2 separate regions of the Mus musculus genome follow, and region 2 is linked to region 1. A link is a contact called in public Hi-C data. All regions are on one chromosome and are shown on one strand. Each heading gives the region's core, a stretch centred on a gene start, on an enhancer-like site or on the middle of the called end of the contact. The rest is flanking DNA. Distances are from core to core; before and after follow the strand shown.

The links. A called contact is a pair of places that touch in the nucleus more often than the background predicts.
Region 2: a contact with region 1 is called in a Hi-C map of Sertoli cells, with 2.7 times the contacts expected there. The contact joins the enhancer-like site here to the promoter of Vwa8 in region 1. A contact is called at or near these places in 10 of 39 promoter capture datasets (the 3T3-L1 cell line, the C10 cell line, the HPC-7 cell line and 5 more), 2 of 15 datasets of contacts at CTCF or cohesin (large pre-B cells and pro-B cells), 13 of 484 Hi-C or Micro-C datasets (Sertoli cells, Th1 cells, Th2 cells and 3 more), 9 of 115 datasets of contacts at active chromatin or transcription factors (the NIH/3T3 cell line, astrocytes, bone marrow-derived macrophages and 5 more) and 2 of 9 other capture datasets (embryonic stem cells and pancreatic islet).

The regions. Positions count from the first base shown.
Region 1 is chr14:78,847,179-78,852,554 of GRCm38.p6, reverse strand. It overlaps Vwa8 (von Willebrand factor A domain containing 8), which reads right to left and starts at 3,377. Exons shown (of 45, transcript NM_027906.1): 1 at 3,112-3,377. The coding sequence starts at 3,271.
Region 2 is chr14:79,322,241-79,327,704 of GRCm38.p6, reverse strand. No RefSeq gene overlaps it. Among named protein-coding and RNA genes, the nearest start is that of Rgcc, 23 kb to the right of the region's middle. Within about 2 kb of position 2,989, at least 6 of the 459 cell types and tissues checked have an H3K27ac peak or open chromatin away from gene starts, as enhancers often do. A contact at or near this core is called in Sertoli cells, where this site is marked.

The DNA.
Region 1 (5,376 bases), core at 2,128-4,627:
GTCCCCAGGGTAAGAGGAATCACATCAGATCAAGACCAATCGTTCAGTGACACCACTTTTGCTTTGTGTTGTTTTTGTATTAAGGGCTGAATCCAGGGCTTCAAACATGCTAGGCAAGCAATCTCTCACTGAGCTATATCCCCAGCCCACTTCATTTTTTAAGAAGAATGTAAAACTTAGAGCAGATTAAAAAATAACTGTATCAACAACATATATCTTAAGTCTATGTGCTCCTGATACAAATTTTTCTAATGATTTATATGGCTACAACTGTTGTGGAATCTTATTGTTAAAGTTTTTAATACACACGACAAAGCCGGGAGAGCCTCAGGTCTAATACTCTGCTATAGGTCAAAGTAGCCAACAAATTCCATGAGGAATATCTGGTAAATACAGAGATAAAACTAAACCATAATAGTTATTCTCAGTTGAAACAGAATTCTGAATATTTCCTCCCCAAAGTCGCATGACTATTGTTATTATGGCCCAATGACAATCTTTAAGTCACAAAACATGTATAAGAATGAAAATCTTTTTTACTGCTCTTATATAAAAATATTTAGAAATAGACATTTTATATGTTCATGAACAAGAAACTGATAAAATAAATTATAGGGATAAATGTCTACCTAATTTAAGTGATCATAAAGGGCAATATTATGCTAATGTCACCAACCATGGATACAGTGATAAATTACAGAAAAACAATGATCCAATTTGCACAAATACACACTTGTACAAATAATTACCTGTATAGTTAGATATATATAATCTGACAGAACCAATATAAAAAACTGATGATTATTGATTGATGTGTTGAGGGCTGTTTTACAGGATTCATTTCTCAATTTTCTAAATAAAAAACAGCTTATGCAGGAACATTTTACTGTCTGTATAAACAGATCTGTTTCACACAGCGACACCATAAGGAAAAGGCTGTGAAATCTACAGAACATGGAACAGTGGTGAAGGAGAGCCACGGGTTGAGAGAACTGTCTCCAAGCTCGTCAGTTTCTGAGATCCAGTCCTACTGAGCCAGCTGGCCCCATCTATGATGATGTCACAGTGATCCATCAACTATGCTGTGGAGTGATAACCTCCTTGCTGACTGACCATTTGTTTCTAAAACCTTGAGATACCACTCCTACTAATTAAAGCATACAGATAAAGAATTTACAAGTTATAGGTTCTACCCCATCCGACGGAAAGGGATGCTAAGCAGGAGCTGTGAGAGTCTGTTGGTTTGTTTGGGGTGGTTTGGTTTAAGCTTTTTTTTTTAGACAGATTCTTTCTACATAGAGCTGGCTATGCAGGAACTGTTATAGACCAGGCTGATCTTCAACTCACAGTACTGGGATTAAAGTTGCCCAACTTCTTTTTTACTGTTTACATAAATGGCCTCTTCCCCCTTCATATCAAGCTTAGTAAAGGTATACTATCATGAAAGCCAGCAAAGCAATTGCAGCCTCTCACAAAAACAGTCTCCATGAACTTTGACCCAGTAAGCCACCGAACGCTTGTTAGGTACCCAGTGATGACAGGCACCAAAGGACCGTGCAGACAAGACAAACAGGCATACAGTTCGGGAGAAGCAAAGTCTACAACTTGAGTTTGTTTTTCATGTACTTTGTTCTCCCGTCACACTGCTAGGAAGCAGTGACAACAGAGGACAAAGGGAGTCTGGTCACGTGCTGGAGTACAACTGAGAGTCTTCCCAGCATCCACACTCATCCATCACAGCCTGCTGCTTTCTGTGCTACGGCTGTGGCCTGTGTATGACCTCTGGTTCCAACTGTGCCGCTCTCACCTTGAAAGCCCTAACCTTAGGAGTCTGGATAGCCAAGAGTTAATCTTTCACTCTGTCATGAGGGCTCTTACATGTGCCCAGGTCTCTGGTGAATACACAAGTTCTCAGTTTCAGTGCCCCTTGTTGTAGTGAGGCATATCAGTACAAAACAAATTTTTTTTCATTTTTTTAAAAACCTCTTTTCAATTAAATGTTCTATCTGCTGACTCATGGCTCTTATAGTTAGCTAGAGAGTATAAATAAATAAATAAATAAACAAACAAACAAACAAACAAACAAACGGAGTCTACCCAAAACTGCTCAACCTCAAAGCCTGTCAGATTGTACCACATTCTACCCTTGACATCTGCCTTCTCTGATAAGAGTGTATTATCATCTGGACTGGTGAAATGATGGATTTATTAGATGAGATGATACTATCTGGAGATGACACACACAAGGAGGTGAACCTAGTGAGACAAAGTAGATTCTTTGAAAAGTAGGTCTTATCCCCGATTCCTCTCTCTCTGCCTCCCTGAGAGAGCAGCTTCCCTCTGCTAAGTCCTCTTGTCATCACGAATTTCTGCCTCACCACAGGCCACAGTGATTAAAGTATTAAGCATACACTGAAACATCTGTAACTTCCAGCCAAGAAATCTTCCCTTGTTTTAGGCTGCTCTGTGTGTGTGTGTGTGTGTGTGTGTGTGTGTGTGTGTGTGTGTGTGTGTGTTTTAATGTTGTCACGCAGATGAAAACTGAGTAACAGAGTGGAAAGCAAGTACATGCTCTAGAAGCTATAATCGAGGACAGGCAAGTTTTGAATCGCAATTTCACCTTGTGATCCTCAGCGAGGCACTTTTTTTTTTTGTTTCCCTCTTTTTTGGGACTCATTCATTCCGACTATAGTATAGGGTTTTAACTAAAGCGATGACTTTCAGTTCTAAGAGTGCTTGAAACCGAGTCTTCTGTTAAAATTGGGAAGGAACATGGGCACAGGTTCTCCAGCAAGATTGTACACGTGTCTATGCCATCACGAGCCCTACTTGGCTCATGACACAAAACCAAGCCCTCGGGAGTCAAAGGTCAAGGTCAAGCACGAGTCTTAACAGCCCCCAAAGGCTGCAGCATAAACCTCTCAGTGTCCTAGAGTCTACGTGAGGATTCTTGTACAAAAATCTCCAGTGGGAGAAAACTGTGTTCCTAGGCATCAGAGACCTTAGTCCGGACCCCTAAGGTTTCAGAGTGGAGCCCAGGGGGCGCCAGCGCCTTGCCCCACATCACAAAGCAGCGAGGGCAGCGGCAGCGAAGGCGGAGGGCCCAGTTACCTGAGTCGGTCGCCCCAGAGTGCAGCAGCCTGACCTCCAGCCGCTGCTGGTCCCCGCCCGGCCTGCCCCGCAACACCTGCCGCAAGAGCAGCCGCACTCGCCGGGAGGCCACGTCCCCAAGGCCGCCCGGGGCTCCTAGGAGGAGGAGGCGTGACTGCATGGTGCAGGAGGCATGCGTGGGACCTCCAGGGGCTTCGGACAAGCACAGTCCCTGGACCGGGCAGGAGGCGATCGGCGAGCGGGACAGGAAGCGGCAGGGAGGCGGGTCCGCCGGAAACTCCTTCCCCCGGCTCGCCGGGCTCTGCGGGATGGGCCCGGCCCGGGGCGGAGGGCAGGCCGAGCGCCAGCCGGTAGGATCGGCTACCGGAGCCCGGCGCGCCGCCCCAGGCGTGGTCGCCCCAGGGACGCCCGGAGCTGGGGAGATGCCAAAGACCTTTAGCACAGTTGAGCGTATGCCCTGTTTCTTTCTTGGCTGCTAGCCTACTGTGTTATGATGCACTGTGGGCTTTCCCCTCGATACTGCTTCGGATCTTTTTTCAGAATGGAGAAAATATTCAAGAGATTCTGGAACTTCACCTATTTTAATTCGTTGTCATCTTCCCAGGGTTTCCACACCACAGGCATTGAAAGCTTCAGTTTAGCCTTCCTTTGCCGCTCCTGTTTTATCATCTTCTAAACTGCAAGAGGAAATGTTACACTATAATGGTGAATGAAAAAACGTTCAACTACCAGAAGGATCCAGTCAGGCTACAAGGCAAGGGTTATATAAACATAATTTATGTCTTTAGTGAGGAAAAAGTAGGACACTTGACTAAGGCTCCCTCCCTACCATGCATTCCAAAAGCAGCAGCAGTCTTCCATAAAGCAAACAAAGTCTAATGTAATTAGGCTGCCTCCCCAAAATGTCAAGAGTGAATTAACCAAAGCAAAAAGTTTTAATGAAGTTCTGCACAATGAAATCAAACAAACAAGATGCAGGCCTGGCTCTCAGAGAATGGCCTTGCCAATTCTAGACCTACCTGTATCTTACATCCATATTAAGCACCCACCTCCCAGGCACTTAAACTTCCCGAGGAACTAAACTTAGAAGTAAATGGAGGTGGCAGAGAAATAATTTAAACTAGTTTGGAGAAATCGAAAATAAAGGAGTGAACATTAAAGATGTCAAAACAGCATAATTATTACATGGATAGATTCTCACTATTTCACAACCACACCTGTTAGGCCTCAAATCTGAGACAACCAGCTATAGGAGGTGCCAGTTAACAGATAAAAGCTAACAGAGGTCCCTGTTAACACATCAAAGCTGGTACTAGCCACTAGATCCTCCTCCTATCTCTCCATTCCCACCTGTTACAGGATCCTCCTGGTAGAGGCACTCAGTCCCCTACTCTGAACTCTCCAACCCAGAGGCAGTACTATCTTTCCCCCAAGCTGCTCTTCCATCTACAATCCAGCCTCTTTGACTACTCTGGTCCTCTTTTGGTCTCCTGGTCTGGCTTCCTGGATCCTGGCTCTCTCCTCTCCCAGCTTCCCCTCTACACACACACACACACACACACACACACACCACCCTCACTCAGGTGTTCATTTTCACTCTGAACCCTGCCAGATAGATGCCTCTGCCTCTGTGTTTTCTCCCTCACATCTATAATGCACCTTCTCCACCCTCTTACCCAGGAGGAGTCATATCCTCTTTTTATTTTCTTTTTGTTGTTGTTGTTGTTGTTCTTTTTTTCCTTTTCTTTTCTTTTTTAATCCCTATGTGAATTGGGTTAATGGCAAACATGCAAGCAGCATAGAAATTTACAAATTGCTTTTCCTCCTTTGAGCCTGAGATAGTTGACCATTGTTACAGTCAAGTAGATTAGGTCTGGATTTGACTAAAAGACAAGGCTCTGACCTGTCTATGAGGGCATTTCAAGGAAGCAGTAATTCAAAGGGGAAGACTCTCCCACCCAGCATGTGCAGTACCTTCCTGAGGAAACTTAAAAAGAAAGAGTTGGAGGGAAAAGCCTTTCTCTTGCTTGCCTGTCTCTGCCTCTGGCTGATGAGGATCATAATTCACTGCCATGAGAATCCAATTCTCAAACAGAGACTGAAGACGAAGTGGCTTGAAAGGAGACCTCGAAACCTCCACCACCAGCAGAGAATGCTGAAGAACCCAGCCTTGTGGACTATGCAGCTACCAGGTTCTCCACCTCTCTAATGTACAGACAACCAATATTGGATTTCCCAGTTCCTACTGGGGAAACTAAACACCTT
Region 2 (5,464 bases), core at 1,740-4,239, 480 kb before region 1:
AGTGCTAACATTAGGCAGTTCTTCTCAAAAGGGGCATCATTTGCAGTTCCTCCACCAAAAGGGACACCTTTTTCAAACCTTGCAAGATAGCTGTGTGTCCTAGAAGTTGTCTCCTTTCTAGCTTGCACCCTTGCTGCAGCGTATTTATCTACCATAATTGTCATCCTCATTAGACACGACTCAAAGGTAACAGTTTTCTTAAGGCCACACAATGTCTCAACTCCGGGTCTGACCCAGACCCATCCCTTTCAGCTTTGAACTGCGTTCTTGCCTGTCATCCCCAGTAATCTCGTAGTATCAGGCTGACCTGGTGTGAGGTCCAGGTCCTGTCTGTCCAACAAGAAAGCCCCTGAGAACAGGTCCCAGAAAACCCCATAGAAAGTGCTCATAGCTGTTCCCTGACTTCTATCTATGTTTATATGCATCGTTGGTTCAGGACCGTGGTTTCTGAAATGATGCAGTTGGGCGGTCAGTTCGTTATTTCTCCCACTAGAGGGCAGGCTTTCCAACTCAGTATTATTTACCTTATTTGTTTATTTCTTAAGAATGAGCATGTGTAGTCAGGTGGTGGTGGTGCATGCCTTTAATCCCAGCACTTGGGAGGCAGAGGCAGAAGTTTGAGGCCAGCCTGGTCTACAAAGTGAGTTCCAGGACAGCCAGGGCTATACAGAGAAACCCTGTCTGGAAAAACCAAAAAAGAAAAAAAAAGAACGAGCATGTGTGTCTGTGCGGCAGGTTGAGTTAGTTTTTGTCTTTGCTCTTTGGGAGCAGGTTCATCACCTCGGGTGTTTACCACGGATGCTTTTCCTCTTTGATGGTGCGTGGGTTCCTGATCCAGTAGGTTGCTGGTGGCTGCCCTCTGTAGAGATGAACAATTCCACGAAGCTTTTACTAAGTACAAGTCTGTTTACCTGACATTAAATGGCAGCGTGAGCATTTTGTGTGGGAAGACAGTGTTGATCTCAGGGTGAGAGGAATAGGGCTTGGCCTCAGGCAGGGTCCCACCCTCCTGGGCTTCTACTTCTTGTCAGCATATTTTCTAGGAAACAAGATTCTGTCATGTTTTCAAACTGGAAGGCTCATTTTGGTTACCTCACTGGTACCATCCCAGAATAAGTCATACAGGGTAAGACGGATTGGTTTGTTTCTTAACACTCAACCCAGAACACTCTGTCAACAAACATTTGTGTATTTTTCCCCTAACAAAGACCAGGTCCCTGATACTAGCTGGGTGTCTTATACTTCATGTCAATTCTGACTGTGTCTGCCTGAACTTAGTAACATCAGCTCCCACAGGTTAAGGGCTCCAGTCCCACAAGACGGCTGAAGTCTAGGTATTCAGTGCCTCTGACTGACTGGCTGGAAATCCTTGTGGTCCTCTCCTCCAGTTGGATCATTTGTTAGAACGGTCCTAGAGCTCAGGGAAGCATGCACTAACTTGTTTCTTTTCTTTTCTTTTCTTTTCTTTTCTTTTCTTTTCTTTTCTTTTCTTTTCTCTTCTCTTCTTTTCTTTTCTTTTCTTTTCTTTTCTTTTCTTTTCTTTTTGTTTTTTTGAGGCAGGGTTTCTCTGTATAGCCCTGGCTGTCCTGGAACTCACTTTGTAGACCAGGCTGGCCTGGAACTCAGAAATCCACCTGCCTCTGCCTCCCGAGTGCTGGGATTAAAGGCGTGCGCCACCACACCCGACTACTAACTTGTTTCTTATAGAATATTAGAAAGGATGCAGGTGTTCAGTCAGATGGGAAGAGGTGAGGGTGGAGACATCGCTTTCATGAGTTTGGGTGCTTCGCTCTGCTAACACTTCCAGAGGATTATGGGAACCTAGAAGGCCCTCAGCCTGGCTGTAATGGAGAATACATTAGGTATGGTAGACTGAAAATTGGCCAGGAGCAATCAAGCCTATATTTAGGCTCCTTGCAGATGGGATGGTCTGGGGTCAAAACCCGAGCCGTCTGACCCTGTCATTGGCTTTCTCTAACACCAGCCCCAATTTGAGGCTCTACAAGATCCTCAGTCACCAGTCACCTCATTAGGACTTGGTTCCAAAGCATCATCTGGGAGGTTTCAAGGTTTGTAGGTGCTGTGGACCAGAAAACACCACCAGGGCCAAAATTGTTGTCGACATTTCGCAGTTGACTTAATTAGGAGTAATTTTGTGTCATGCATTCATCCCATGTACAGAACACTGCCTGGTATGTAAATCCATTTGTTGAGTTGAAACATCCATTTGGCTCTTTCAAAGGTATTTCAGAGAATTCTATTTATTTGTTGCCTTCTATTCTTTTGGTTATCATACAAAGGCATGGGCTGGTTTCACTGTGACATTTTTGTACGTACGTATTTTTATTTTGTGTTGTTCTTTATCTCTCTTGCCTGCCTGCCCCCAACCATGTTCTGATTTCTTCCATATTATACTAATAAAAGGAGAAGTCCATCAAGAAGGTGTGATACTTGTAAATCTGTATATACCAAACATTGGGACTCCTGGGCTTATACTACAAACATTAGCCGAGCATAGTGGTGCATGCCTTTGATCCCAGCACGGGGGAAGGGGTGGGGGGTGGGGGTGGGGGAGGGGGCAGAAGGATCTCTGTTCTACATCAAGAGCTCCACAACTGCCAGTGCGACATAGAAAGACAATCTCAAAACAAGCTCATGGAAACTGGATACAACTTGGAAAATGTAAGCCAGGGCTTCGAGCCTTGCATATATATATATATATGTGTATATATATATATATATATATATATATACACATATATATATATAGTATTTGCAAATTCAGGAATGAACAAAAGAGAGAAAGAAAGAAAACTCAGACTCCTGTGTAGAAGCAAAGGTCCAGAGACACTGACTTTCTAGTCTGCTGTTTTCTCTCCCTATGGGTCCTCTGTAGTGTTCGAAGCACAAGGGACCTGCTGTTAGTTATTCCTTCATGCAGAATCTCCTACTTCTCACCAGTGTGTTGAGATCACAGACAAAGCCTACCTTTTCAGTACATAATGCCCAAGTCCAGCGGGAGGGTTCTGATTAGCAATGAGCTCAATACAAACACTGTGCTGTAGAGCCTTGGGCAGAATTCCAAGCTGTCTTGAGTTGAGCTTCAAGCATTGGAGACTGGAGGGGAGCAGAGGTGAGGAAAGTTGATCAGCTGGCAAGGTGGGAATAGTATTCTGGCGATTTGAAAGGTAAAACCTAAAGTTAAAGTTTCATTACTGCCCTAGCCACCTTCCCTCCAAGTCTGCCGGCTTTATACGCTGCTCCATCCATGTCCACGGGGAAACTAGGTCGGAACAGACAACTTCCCTCTCCAACTGTTCATTAAATCACAATGCTTAGTTCTTGTTCAGTGGACACTGCCCAACACTCCGAAAGCCTGCTGCTCCTTCTGCTGGCGCTTGGGGGTCCCAGGATGCAGCGCTTTTCTTGCTAGTGTCTACAACAGCTCCTTAAACCATTTTATTTCAGAGAGTCTGTGGCCTCTAGCATGTGTGTGTGTGTGTGTGTGTGTGTGTGTGTGTGTGTGTATGTTGGTGCATGCACACTCCATCTCCTGTCCACAGCAACTGTTTCATAATTATTCACCCTTAAATATATAATTAGAAATGTTGATGGGGAAAAAAAAGAGTAGAGGAGATGTGATTATACCTGGCTGAGTTGGGAGGAGATAGAAAGGGGGAGGTCAGAATAGGGGCTTGGAGCAGAAAAGGATGAAGTCCCAAGGCAGCAGGCCACAGCTTCCACTCCTCCCAAGCTGTCATGTGATGGTTTGGTCTGCCACTTCCCAAGATATGCTTGTTTATGTTAAGGGGGAGTACCAACAGGAATGGGGTAATATTTGCTGAAAGTCAATTGTGCGCATTTATTTTTAAAAGATTTATTTATTTTATGTGTACGAGTACACTGTAGCTGTCTTCAGATACACCAGAAGAGGGCATCAGATCTCACTACAGATGGTTGTGAGCCACCATGTGGTTGCTGGGAATTGAACTCAGGACCTCTGGGAGAGCAGTCAGTGCTGTCAACCCCTGAGCCATCTCTCCAGCCCCCAATTGTGAACATTTTTAATAAGGGAGAATTGTGTTTGATAAGGAGAATTTATTGGCTTTCTAGTATAAACACTCCAAACCCTGTCTTGAAAAAACCAAAAAACCAAAAACCAAAAACAACAACAACAAAAAGAATGCTAACTGGAAATGGCCTGGGATTTTGAAACCTCAAAGGCCCCCAGTGACACATGGAAACTTGGTGGCATACAAGCAGACATGCTGCTGGAGAAGGAGCTGAGAGTTCTGCATCTTTATAATGAAGGCAGCAAGGAGAGACTGTGTACCACACTAGGTGTAGCTTGAGCATAGGAGACCTCAAAGCCCACCCGTAGAGTGACACACTTCCTCCAACAAGGCCACACCTCCTAATAGTGCCACTCATTTTTAAAAAATCTTTCTCGTTTTTAGAAAAGATTTATTTCTTTATTTATTATATGTAAATACACTGTAGCTGTCTTCAGACACAGTGAAGAAGAGGGCATCAGATCTCACTATGGATGCTTGTGAGCCACCGTGTGGTTGTTGGGATTTGAACTCAGAAGCTTCGGAAGAGCAGTCAGTGCTCTTAACCACTGAGCCATCTCTCCAGCCCCAGTAGTGCCACTCTTATGGGTCAAGCATTCAAACACATGAGCCTCTGGGGTGACCATTCCTATTCAAACCCCCACAGGGACCACTGTTGTTCAAACCTCACATTAAGCAACTCCATTCCTAAAAAGATGAGATTCCAGCTCCACACAGTTGTTCACAACAGCACTACTTGTAACAACCAAAAGAAAAAGAAAAGTAATTTTCCCAACAGCGGCTGAGCAGCTCAGTAAGTTGTGCACATCTCTACAGTGGAGATGTTATCTGGCATTGAAAAGCTGAGGTGCTGGCACACGCTCCAGAATGGACGAACCTTGGGGACTCAAAGGAAAGAAGTGCCAACTTGTCTAACTCCAGGCTAGGAAATGTCCAGGAGAGACAACTCACAGAGATGGGGTCAACCGATGGCTTTTAAGAGCTGGGTGTGTGTGCATGCGGAAAGGATGGGGAGGAAATGTCGATGGAGTGGACTTTCTTCTACAGGCTTGAAGTTTTCCTAAAGATGGGGCCAGCAAGAGGGCTCAGCAGGTGAAGGTGCTTGTCACCAAGTGTGGTGGCCTTGAGTTGGATCCTTGGAACCCACATAGTTGAAGTAGAGAACTTACCCTTGCAAATTATTCCCTGAGGACCTCATGCATGCTGTGACATACACACACACACACACACACACACACAGAGAGAGAGAGAGAGAGAGAGAGAGAGAGAGAGAGAGCATCAAATGAGTGGGATTTCTGTGAGGTTTATCCAATACAGTGATTTAAGAAAGAGGAATGGAGCTGTAAAAGCTGTATATGTGCTTCATGAAGACAGTACAGAAATACCCCGCA